2 separate regions of the Capra hircus genome follow, and region 2 is linked to region 1. The links are chromatin contacts, called in public Hi-C maps. All regions are on one chromosome and are shown on one strand. Each heading gives the region's core, a stretch centred on a gene start, on an enhancer-like site or on the middle of the called end of the contact. The rest is flanking DNA. Distances are from core to core; before and after follow the strand shown.

Evidence for each region. A called contact is a pair of places that touch in the nucleus more often than the background predicts.
Region 2: a contact with region 1 is called in a Hi-C map of blood, with 9 times the contacts expected there. The contact joins two enhancer-like sites. A contact is called at or near these places in 2 of 5 Hi-C or Micro-C datasets (both in blood).

Annotation. Positions count from the first base shown.
Region 1 is chr22:21,161,780-21,167,404 of ARS1.2, forward strand. No RefSeq gene overlaps it. Among named protein-coding and RNA genes, the nearest start is that of ARL8B, 48 kb to the left of the region's middle. Within about 2 kb of position 3,137, at least 1 of the 5 cell types and tissues checked has an H3K27ac peak or open chromatin away from gene starts, as enhancers often do.
Region 2 is chr22:21,497,791-21,503,415 of ARS1.2, forward strand. ITPR1 (inositol 1,4,5-trisphosphate receptor type 1) reads right to left here. Exons shown (of 61, transcript XM_018066872.1): 37 at 3,148-3,296; 38 at 2,125-2,236. Among named protein-coding and RNA genes, the nearest start is that of ITPR1, 220 kb to the right of the region's middle. Within about 2 kb of position 2,436, at least 2 of the 5 cell types and tissues checked have an H3K27ac peak or open chromatin away from gene starts, as enhancers often do.

The DNA.
Region 1 (5,625 bases), core at 1,887-4,386:
TATGAACCTCTGTCCATAGTTCTTCAGGCACTCTGTCTATCAGATCTAGTCCCTTGAATCTATTTGTCACTTCCACTGTATAATCTTAAGGGATTTGATTTAGGTCATACCTGAGTGGTCTAGTGGTTCTCCCTACTTTCTTCAATTTAAGTCTGAATTTTGCAATAAGGAGTTCATGATCTGAGCCACAGTCAGCTCCCAGTACTGTTTTTCTCCATCACTGGCTGCAAAGAATATAGTCAATCTGATTTCAGTATTGACCATCTGGTGATGTCCATGGTCAGTTCCCTGACCAGGGATTAAACCCAGGCCTTAACAGTGAGAGCACCAAGTCCTACCCACTGGAGCACCAGGGAAGTATCTAACTTAAACTTGTGATCTGAAGAAGAAGGAACCGATTTGGCTCATTCAGTCACCCTTCAGGAAGAAAACTCACATGTACCCCAATGTTCATTGCAGCACTGTTTATAATAGCCAGGACATGGAAGTAACCTAGATGTACATCAGCAGACAAATGAATAAGAAAGCTATGGTACATATACACGATGGAGTATTACTCAGCCATTAAAAAGAATACATTTGAATCAGTTCTAATGAGGTGGGTGAAACTGGAGCCTATTATACAGAGTGAAGTAAGCCAGAAAGAAAAACACCAATACAGTATACTAACGCATATATATGGAATTTAGAAAGATGGTAATGATAACCCTGTATGCGAGACAGCAAAAGAGACACAGATGTATAGAACAGTCTTTTGGACTCTGTGAGAGAGGGAAAGAGTGGGATGATTTGGGATAATGGCATTGAAACATTTATAATATCATATATGAAACAGATCGCCAGTCCAGGTTCGATGCATGATACAGGATGTTTGGGGCTGGTGCTCTGGGATGACCCAGAGGGATGGTATGGGGAGGGAGGTGGGAAAGGGGTTCAGGATGGGAAACACGTGTACACCCGTGGCAGATTCATGTTGATGTATGGCAAAACCAATACAATGTTGTAAAATAATTAGCCTCCAGTTAAAATAAATAAATTTATATTAAAAAAATAAATTTTAAAAAAGAAGAAGAAAATTCACATTAGTTATTCAGCTAATAGTGCTGGGTCTCCCTGTGTTCTGGGCACCATGGTGGAGCTGGGAGTACAGTAGTGAGCAGTGGACTCTACCCTCAAGGTGCTGGCAGCCAAGTGCGGCTTACAGACATTCATTAATCCTAATATCAGTTTACAAACTGAGGTCCTTATGTGAAGGAAACAACAAAAAGTTCGGAAGTGGTAAGGGACTGGTTCCTTAAAGAAACAACTTTTAGGCGATAACGGGATAAGGAGTCATTCTATGAAAGCATGTAGAGGAGGGAATGCCTCATGCTCTAGGCAGAGGCCATGGCATGTGAGATGTCTTAGCCAAGGAGAAGAGGCAGGAAGTCAGCCTCCCCAGAAAGCGAAGGTAAAGACCACGGTGTGGAACAGTCTGGAGAGGTAGATGGGAGTCATCTGTTAGACCCGATGCTTGCAAAGCACCATCTCATTGGCTGCTGGCCCACCTACAAAAGACTACCTTTGGGTCTGACACCTCGTCCAAGCACCTGGATCCAAGGTGCAAAGTCATGAGGTGGCCTACACATAAAGGACCTCTGGGAAGGGACTGGGAGTACTGCAAGCACTTCTGGAGGAGCCATGATCTCCTCTAAATACAAATTCTGGGGACTTCCCTGGTGGGCCAGTGGTTAAGAATCCTCGCTACTACTTCAGGGGGCATAGGGTCAATTCCTGGTAGAGAAACTAAGATCCCATATGCCACAAGGCCAAAAATATAAATAAATAAATATAATATTTTTTCCCTTTTCTTTGCAGGAAAGCTATGACAAACATAGACAGTGTGTTAAAAAGTAAAGACATCATTTTGTCGGCAAAAGTCCATATAGTCTTTCCAGTAGTCATGTACAGTTGTGAGAGCTGGACCATAAGGAAGAAAGCCTTGAATATCTGCACTTGCTGGTCATCTATGCTTGATTTTCAATAGGAACACTGTCACAGATGGGACTCCCAAGAGGCAGATTCTGGGATGGAGACTGGTAGCCGCATGACTATTAGGTCTTGGAGACAAGACTTGTGAAAGGGAAGGGACAGAAGCAGGGTTGGACAGAGGGAAAAGCTGACCCATGAAGTGGGCTTAGAGGTCTCAGTTAATCTCATGGGCAGCTCTGAAGCTGTGCTGGCCCTCCAGAATTGTCTTGATTTGCATCAAGAGGGTCAGCTTTAAACCCTCACACTTCCTAGTCACTGGATGTGCATTGCCTCCCCGTGACCTTGAAAGGAAGTGAGACCAGGCAAGGCAGTTTTCTTCAATTAATATGATCCCCAAAGCGGGATGACAACAGATGGCTGTCTTTCAGCATCATTCCCATCTCCTGGAGCATGAGGAGGATCTGAGTAGTGCATCCCAGGACACTCAACCCTCAACAAGAATCACAGTGGTGTTTGTGAGAACAGCAGTGGCTGGACTGAGTTCCAGTGCTGGCTTTTTATAAACAAAGCACACATAAAAACTTGCAGTTGATGAGCTGGGTGCACACTTCCTGTCAACACATGTAAAAACTTGTAGTTGATGAACTGGGCGCACACTTCCTGTCCCCTCAACCTTATCTCATAGCTGTTCTCCCTCACCCACCTAACTCCTTAACACAGGTCTGATTAAGGAATGATCTCATCTGTGTGCTCAACTAGAAGATTTGTTTCGTGAGCATAGAAACTGTGTTGTTCATCTTTGTATATTCAGAGCCTAGAACACAGTAGGCCTAAAAATATTTGCTGGAAACAGTGAATGCTTAAGGACCAGGGAGAAAGCATACCCTGGTTTGCCGAGGCTGTTGTAACTACCTACCACAAACAGGGTGGCTTAAACTAGGGAAATATATTTTCTCACAGTTCTAAAGGCTACAAGTCTGTCAGCAGGGTTGGTTTCTCCTAAAACATCTCTTCTCGGTTTGCAGATGGCTGTCTTCTCCCTCTGTCTTCACGTGGTCTTTCCTCAGTACACGCATGTGTCCAAATTTCTTCATCTTAAAAGGACACCAGTCTTACTGGATGAAGGCCCACCCTAATGACCTCATTTTACCTTCATCACCTCTTTAAAGAGCCTGTCTCCAAATAGAGTCACATTCTGAACTGCTGGGGGTTAGGACTTCAGCAATTTTGACAAATTTGGGGGGAAATGATGCAACCCATAGCAAACATAATAGCCCATAACAATGTGGAAACACAGAAAGGCTACACTGTGAGTTTCTTCTCCGAAGCATCACTGTATCACCCTAAAGAAGAGGTAACCTAAAACCAACCAGCATGCTTTTAGTCTCTACCACATACCAGGCATTATGCTGATGCTTCACATATTTCTCTTTGTCTGTTGAGGCAAGTGGCATTATGCCCATTTTACTGACAAGAAGACAGAGGCTCTGAGACCTTAATGAGTTCCTCAAGGTCACCCAGTGACCAAGGGGAGAAGCTAGTAGTTGAACCCAGATCTCCCGACTCTAAGCCCACTCAGGTAACCATTTCTAGAAAGTGTCACTTGTTTATCTTCACAGCTTCCTCACCCCATGATTTAAAATGCGAACATCCCGCCTCGACAGAGCCATAATTAGTTTAATTACATGGTATTCCGTGAAGTTCTCTCTAAGTCACCTGTAGCCCTCTCCAAGGAGAAGGGAACCATCTGGGGAAATAACAGAAACCCAGATGTTGCTCACATCCAGGGTAAAGAAGCCTGAACAAACACTTATTTTTGCTCTCAGCACTGTTACGTCCAATGCCATAGTCCCCTCCCTGAAACTTAAAATCAGAATCAGAACTTACTTCATTCTCTGTTTCATTAGCTTGGCGTAAGTCCAGCTTAAGGTTAACCAGTTGAAGACTCTCAGAAAACTGCAACCAATTACCCTGAAAAATATGCTAAGCCTGAGCAGATTTATTCAACGTTGCTTAGTGGGTGGCTTCACAGGATGGAGGCCAAGATTTATCATCTGCTTGGCTTTGCCTCTGATTATTCATTGACTGGGATGACTCTTTTACCATAAGCTGATATAGTCTCCCATCTCAGAGAGAGGGTGAAAAAAATACAAAACACCACATTGACTGATTCATTCCAAACAGATTTTTTTAAGAGAGACAGACCTGTGGTGCTAATGAATATTCCCTGTTTTTCCTTTCGAATTCACAGCAGGAGATTAATGAAAAATTTAGCAATGGGTGTGCAGGTGGAATGTTCCACAGATTCCAGTGGGTGTATATCCAAACACACATTATAACTGCCTGTTATAAGCCATGCATCTTACTAGAAGTTCTCTCAAATAATTTCCTTTAACTTGCATAAGATCCCATGGATATGTGTTATCATCCCCCTTGCACAGGTAAAGAAATTAAGCCTTTAAAATTGTTATTCAAGAGACTTCTCTGGTGATCAGCTGGTTAACACTCTGTGTCCAATGCAGGGGTCATCAGTTTGATCCCTGGTCAGGGAACTAAGATCCCACATCCCTTGTGGTATAGCCAAAATAATCCAAACAAAGAACTCTGCTATTCAATGCAGCAGTCACTAACTACAGGTGGATATTTAAACTTATAAGAACTATAGTATGATATCCCTTATATGTGGAATCTTAAAAAAATGATACAAATCAACTTACTTACAAAACAGAAAGAGACTCACAGACATAAAATGAACTTGTGGTTTCTGGGGGTAAGGGATAGTTGGGGAGTCTGGGAAGGTCATGTACACACTGGTGTATTTAAAATGGATAACCAACAGGACCTATTGTATAGCATATGGAACTCTGCTCAGTGTTATGTGCCAGCCTGGATGGGAAGGGGGTTTGGAGGAGAATGGATACATATATATGGATGGCTGAGTCCATTCTCTGTTCACCTGAAACTACCACAACATTGTTAATTGGCTATGCCCCAATAAGAAATTGGTAAAGAATCTGCCTACGATGCGGAAGAACAGGGTTTGATCCCTGGGTCGGGAGGATCCTCTGGAGAAGGGAATGGCAGTCCAGTCCAGTATTCTTGCCTGGAGAATCCCATGAGCATAGAAGTCTGGCAGACTACAGTCCACGGGATCGCAAAGAGTTGGACATGACTGAACAACTAACACACAATACAAAATTAAAAGTTTCTAAAGTTTGAAAAAAATAAAGTCATTAGAATTTTAAAAGTCAGATTCTCAGTTCCACCAGCCACATTTCAAGGGCTCGATTGTCAGGGGTGGCTAGTGGCACCACACTGAACAGAAGAGACAGAACATTTCCAGCAACACAGGAAGTTTTGTTGGACGTGATACTCTAGACTCTAGGGGCAAGAGCCTTGCCATCTGCTTAAGCAATGGTGAGATTCCAAACCAGCTCTCTCTGCTCCAAACCCACTAGGCCACCACACCCGTGGCATCTGTGGTCTCCTGCTTAGCTATGGAGGGCAGCAACCTTGACCTGATTTCTTTCGTACTCTCCTGCCAGCTTACACTAGAAACAACTTATTCTGGCCTGAAGGGTGTGTTGGAAAATGCCCAGAAATGACCAGCAGGTGGTGTACACGTCCCATGTGTCATAGGAGTGCGCCATCCTC
Region 2 (5,625 bases), core at 1,186-3,685, 340 kb after region 1:
CGCTCCCCTGCCCCCTTTAAAGTGAAGGGTTAAGCAGCCTTTTCCCGCAGTCCGAGCGTGGGGCCAGAAACATGGCATGTCTGTGTGGTCGCTGCGGAGCTGCTGACTAGCACAGGTTTCTAGAATGTCTCCCTCGGTGGCAGAGCATTTCCCGTACTTGCTTCTAGTATTTTCACTTTGACCAGGGGGATGACAGCTCCAACCCGACGGGAAGGAACTGTCATCCTGCCTCCAAGCCCCTCTCTGCTAGGGTGTGACTAATTTCTTCACCAGATGAAGAGGGATTGAGCTGCAACCTCAGGAGCTCCTCTCAACTCTCGTAACTCTTTCACAACGACCTGCATCATCTACTGGCCTCTCGAAGCCCTGGCTCTATCGCTCTCCACAAGCTTTCTCACAGGCAAGGTGACAGCATCTTGGATCATGTCCCCAGAGGCCAAGACAGTGTTCTCCCTGTTGGCCCCCCATGGGGAGGGAAAGGCGGCAGGAAGCATACCTTCCACACGGCCCCGAAGACCCCCATGCACTTTTCTGCCCAGCAATAGACTCTCAACCAACTCCTTGTACTTATACTTCCCTGTTCTAAAAAGAAAACTTACTTCAAAGTATAAACACAACTTACAAAGTTCACTGGAGTAGAGACGCAAAGCTTACCTGAAGTGCCTTGGCTACAGAAAGAAGCAGACATTCTCAAGAGGAGAAAACTGTGGTCCCCACAGTTTAAAATCGTGTTTTCTGCCCCCAAGGTACAAATAAATTCACAGCTGGTTAAGGTCCCTTTGGTAGAGTTTATCTTATTAGGGCAAGTGAATGAGTCATTTTTTAAAAAAACACGAGTTTTTAAAACTAGAGTCAATTTTTTAAAAACACTTAAGTTCACTTGAAGAAAAACAAACATCCTGTGGAATAAATGGCTATTATTTACTTATCTGATAAGTGTATCTCTTTTACTGTCCTCCTCACCTTATCAAGGGCAAGACCTACCTGGGTGTCTACAAAGTGCAGACTGGTCATCTCATTACTTCCCATTTGTACCAGTGCTTTTATATTATTTAAACTCTATTCTGGCATATTTCCACCACTAAATTCCTCCTGAGTTCTAAACACTTATTTTCTAAATAACATTTATTCAAGATTGAATTTGTACACTTTACAAGTTTAGATTGATGTTTAAAAGCATTGTGGTTTGGGGCCAGTGGAGGAATGTAAACTGAAAAAAGGACTGTGTACCTGTTTTATCTGCTTTTATCCAAAGATCCTCACATGTTGAATTGCTCTAATATTAAGGACGGACACTGCTTAGGTTAGAAAGCAAGATTCCGACAGTGTTTTAGACTTGCAAGAATCTAGTTGTCACCATCTCTTTTGACAGGGGAGGCTGTGATTTAATTATCAAGCATTCTTCACAGAGATGAATAACAGTTATTTACTGTGTATTTGATAAGTCAATGATATCAGCATATTTACCTACTTGGAAAATGCTGATAAAAGTGGCTTCAAGATAGTAAATGAATATTATTGCCTTCAAAGTAGACTGGTAAGACTTAAATTCAGGCCCTGTTTTTCGCTGGGGGCAGAAAGGAAGAGCAATGGGGCTGTTTTTATCCCACCTGGACCAAAATCAGGGGTGTGCGGGCTGTTTTCTGTACATCATGGCTCACTGCATGTGCTGAGAAGTCTCAGCTCCCAGGCATGGTCCATTTCCCAATCTCAGTTAGAAAAGGTGACATGTCTGTCCGTCTTCATTCCAGTTAGAACTGGAGGCAGTTTCTTCATACACTGGGAGGATTGTGTAACGTTTCACCAGAAAGAAGCAAGTAAACCCACAGCTATGCTCAGCTGGAACCCAAAACTCAGGAACACACACACCTTGGTACACAAGAGGCATTTGCATTCTCACTGGGAATTTAACAGACGGAAAATCTTGTTGTCCCTATTTTTCCGAATATAGATTGTATGGCAAGCAGCCTAAAAGAGACACCTAAGTGTGAATAGGTGTTTTTTTTTTTTTTTAAGTTATCCCTCCAGTCAATATGCCTGAACTAAGGTGGATTTCTAAGCGCCCCCACTCTGCTGCTATCTGATAGCAACGCCTGGTTTTCACATGAAAATAGAAGGCAGTACCTTTTCTCCATAGCCTCTGTCTTTGGTCATCATTTCTCTGAGGGTCTGAAGGACCTTAATGCAGAGTTTCTCCTCATTCTCCTCCAGCAGCTGTTTAGTGTGTTTGATTAACCTGAATGGAGGGGAAAACCACGAATTACATCCCTGAAACAACCTTTACATAAAAAAAAAAAAAAAAAAAGAAAAGAAACTTATTGTAACTAGTCTGTTAGTGAACTAATGTTTACCAAAGGCTCCCAGGCTTAAACAGACTTCCGGGCAGTCCCTTCATTAACAGCCGGTCGGTGTCTCAATAGCGACACCTGCTGGTCAGCAGCAGCAAACAGGTCCGAAGGGAGACAGAGGCCCACTCAAAACTGCTGTTTATGGAGTGCAGTTATTTATCCACTGAGGATTGTCAGTAAATGTGGCCAAAATATGTCAGCAGTGTTAAAAAAAAAAAAAAAAAGAACCTCAAGAGTATGATGGCTGGGATAAACACATCCCAACCATCGCTTTGTTTATCCAGTCTTATCCTTTGACGGGCCCAGAAAATAAAGCAGCAGCAGAATTCATGCTCAAGCTAAGCAACCAACCAACCTTAGGGTGAAAATCAGACAGCGATCTCGGGTCATGGGACCAGTTGCTTCTAGATGACGCCCCACAGCATAAAACGAGAAGCTACAAAGCTGCTGGGAAAAGACTGTGAGGCCCTGGTAGGTTTGAGCTTTCTGAGCATTCCAGGGCCGTGGCTTTTGGAGTCTGTATGTCAGTCCATGGTGGGCATCCTGCCTGCATGTGGTGAGTGGAAGATGAATGACCAGGCGTGTGGTTCTCAAAGAAGAAGTTGTCACCCAACAACAGTGTTGCTAAGTAGGACTGCACCTACACACTTCCTTTAGAACAGTCAGAACAGACCCCCCGTGCTAGACCTTGCTGTTTTCATCAAACACCAGGCCAGCCCCGCCTTCCCCGGGAGCCAGCACTGCGTCTGGTCATTGGGGTTTTGCCCCAGCGAGCACCGTGGCCAGAGGGGCTGCTTACTTGCAGATGAAGCCCCCGCTTTCACACTTCCTCCTGGCATCCGTGTTCTCTGGGAACAGCAGCTCGGGCCGGTGGAGGACATCCACCAGCACAGATAACTCGGCCTGCACCAGGGGCCGGAGACGGTCCTCCAGGGCCGAGACGATGTCCTGGAACGGAAGCACAGCCCAGGTGAGCAGCTTGGGCCGAGGCGACCGCGGAGGGTGGGAACATTCATTTCTGACCTGAGGCATGACCACAGACTAGGCTGGGTTACAGTAACCTCAGCACCGTCTGGTATGTGCCTCAAGTTACTAGACATTGCCCAACGGTTACCTGAAGCATTAGACCCTGATGCGGAAAACAGAGAAATAACAAAGACGTAACATCCTTCCCACCCGCTCTGTGAGATGATCCTTATGCTACCCAAGGCATCATTCCGTATGTTTAAAAATAGGATGCAAAAAGTACATTCGACAACATGGAAAGGTGTCTACATTACAAGTGTAAAAAAAACGGCCAAACAATAGTATGGACTCTACGATCCACTTTTTTATCAGCAACATTAATGTCTAAAGGATATGCAGCCAACATTAAAACATCATTAGTGGTTTTCTCTGAGAGGTGGGATTACGGGTGATTCCAGTTTTCTTCTATTTAGTGGTACTTGTGAGTATTGTCAAATTATTTCCAATGAGCATGAATTATTCATATAATAAAATATCATATAAAAATGAGAACACAAAGGAATGAACATGCTGTATCAACATGCTAAATACATGTACCCTGATAGCATGATGGTCTTCAAATGCAAAACACATAGCTGTAGGAAAGGAAAACAGAGAGAAGTTGAAAGAGCAGCAAAACCAACACAACAAACACCATATAAAGGCAAATGGCAGGAAACAGATGAGAGATCATCTCCAAAAGATGCTCAAGTCTGCCGTCTGGCTGGCTAACTGAGAACCAAGCTACCGGCAAGCTGGCTAAGAAGGGCAGAACACGACACGCTGGGGAAGATCAGGTAATTCACCAGGAAGCTTTGCATGGACAAAGCCCACTGTAATTGCACTCATCTCAATTAGGGACCCAAATTTCATAGGCCTCAAATTCACAAAGAATTGAGTGATCTTTTATCTAGGAACCAAAGCTTATGAATACAATTCTACTTCATCTTACATTTAACAAAATTTGTCATCACTCAATCTTATTTAGGATGCATTCAAAGAATGCATGACTAAACCAAACTGCTTTGGGCGGGGGGGCGTTGGGGGGGGGCGATATTCCCAACAATATTATGAGTACCCTGCAACATCCCTTAGTTTGGATTGACTTTCACACCACAGTCAGAAAGAGGGTTGCTTTGGCAAAATTCTCTGAGAATTTTGTCAGTTTCCCTAACAGTTCTCTCTGGGAAGGCACCCAATTTCCTCTTCTTCAACAGTGACTGGCCCTCACTCTGGCAATTCGTTATCTGTCTCCAGCTTTTGTACAAGATTGAAACAGTTCTTCGGCATCGTGTTCACGAAATCTTGCATCTTTTGCCAGGTTGGAACTTCACATTGCAATTGATTTGCATTGTATTGTCAAATGTAGAACATTCGGCAATCGGGGAGAGACCAACAGACAAGGATGGCGAAGCAATGGGCAGGGGGAGATGCCAGTGTTAAGTGAGGGGGATGTCTGAATGGGGGTTAATTATATAAGCACTTCATTTGCAAGTTAATGTTCTCACATTATGACAACTTTTGCCGTTCTGAGCAATCTCGTAACTGCAGGGACTCAGACAGACAATAACTCATTAGATAAATGAGGATCACTTTGGCTACTGGCCAAGTCTTTAAAACAAGCACTGCCTAAACTTATGTATTTTATTCTGTTACCCAAGAATATGCATAATGATCTAAGGAGAGCACTGGTGTGTTTCTAAGCCACAGATAATTCAGTCTGAGCAGGAGAAAATGCTGTGTGTTCATCCAGTTACGAGTCTACAATGACCTTCCTCCTTCTAAACCATAGTGGAGATCAGGAAACACCTCATGGGGAATCAGGCTACCTTTGTTTAAGAAGTAGCGCTGTCATGACAAGGCTCAAATTCCTTCCTTGACCGGCAAGAGCCCCGCCCATCCACCCAGCTCCGTGGGCTCCAGCCAAGCCAACCTTCCTGAGGTCTCTGCACCGTATTCTCCCCTGTGCAATGGCCTCCTCACAAGCTCTTCCCTTCCCTTCCATTCTCTAAGTCAATCCCCCCATCCCCTGGTCTTGGTTCCAGTGTTCCTTCCCCAGCAGGGCCTTTGTTGACCACCACCCCCAGCTCCAGGCAAGGTGGGCTTTCTCATCAGTATTTTTCACAGCACTGCTCACTCCTCCGCAGTGTCTGTCTCTCTTACCATTTTACTTTTATCTGTGTGATCTGCTCATTGTTTCTCTGCCTTCCAACACTGGAGACTCTATGAAGGTCAGGATGATTTCTGGCTTTGGCTGCTGTATCCCCTGTGC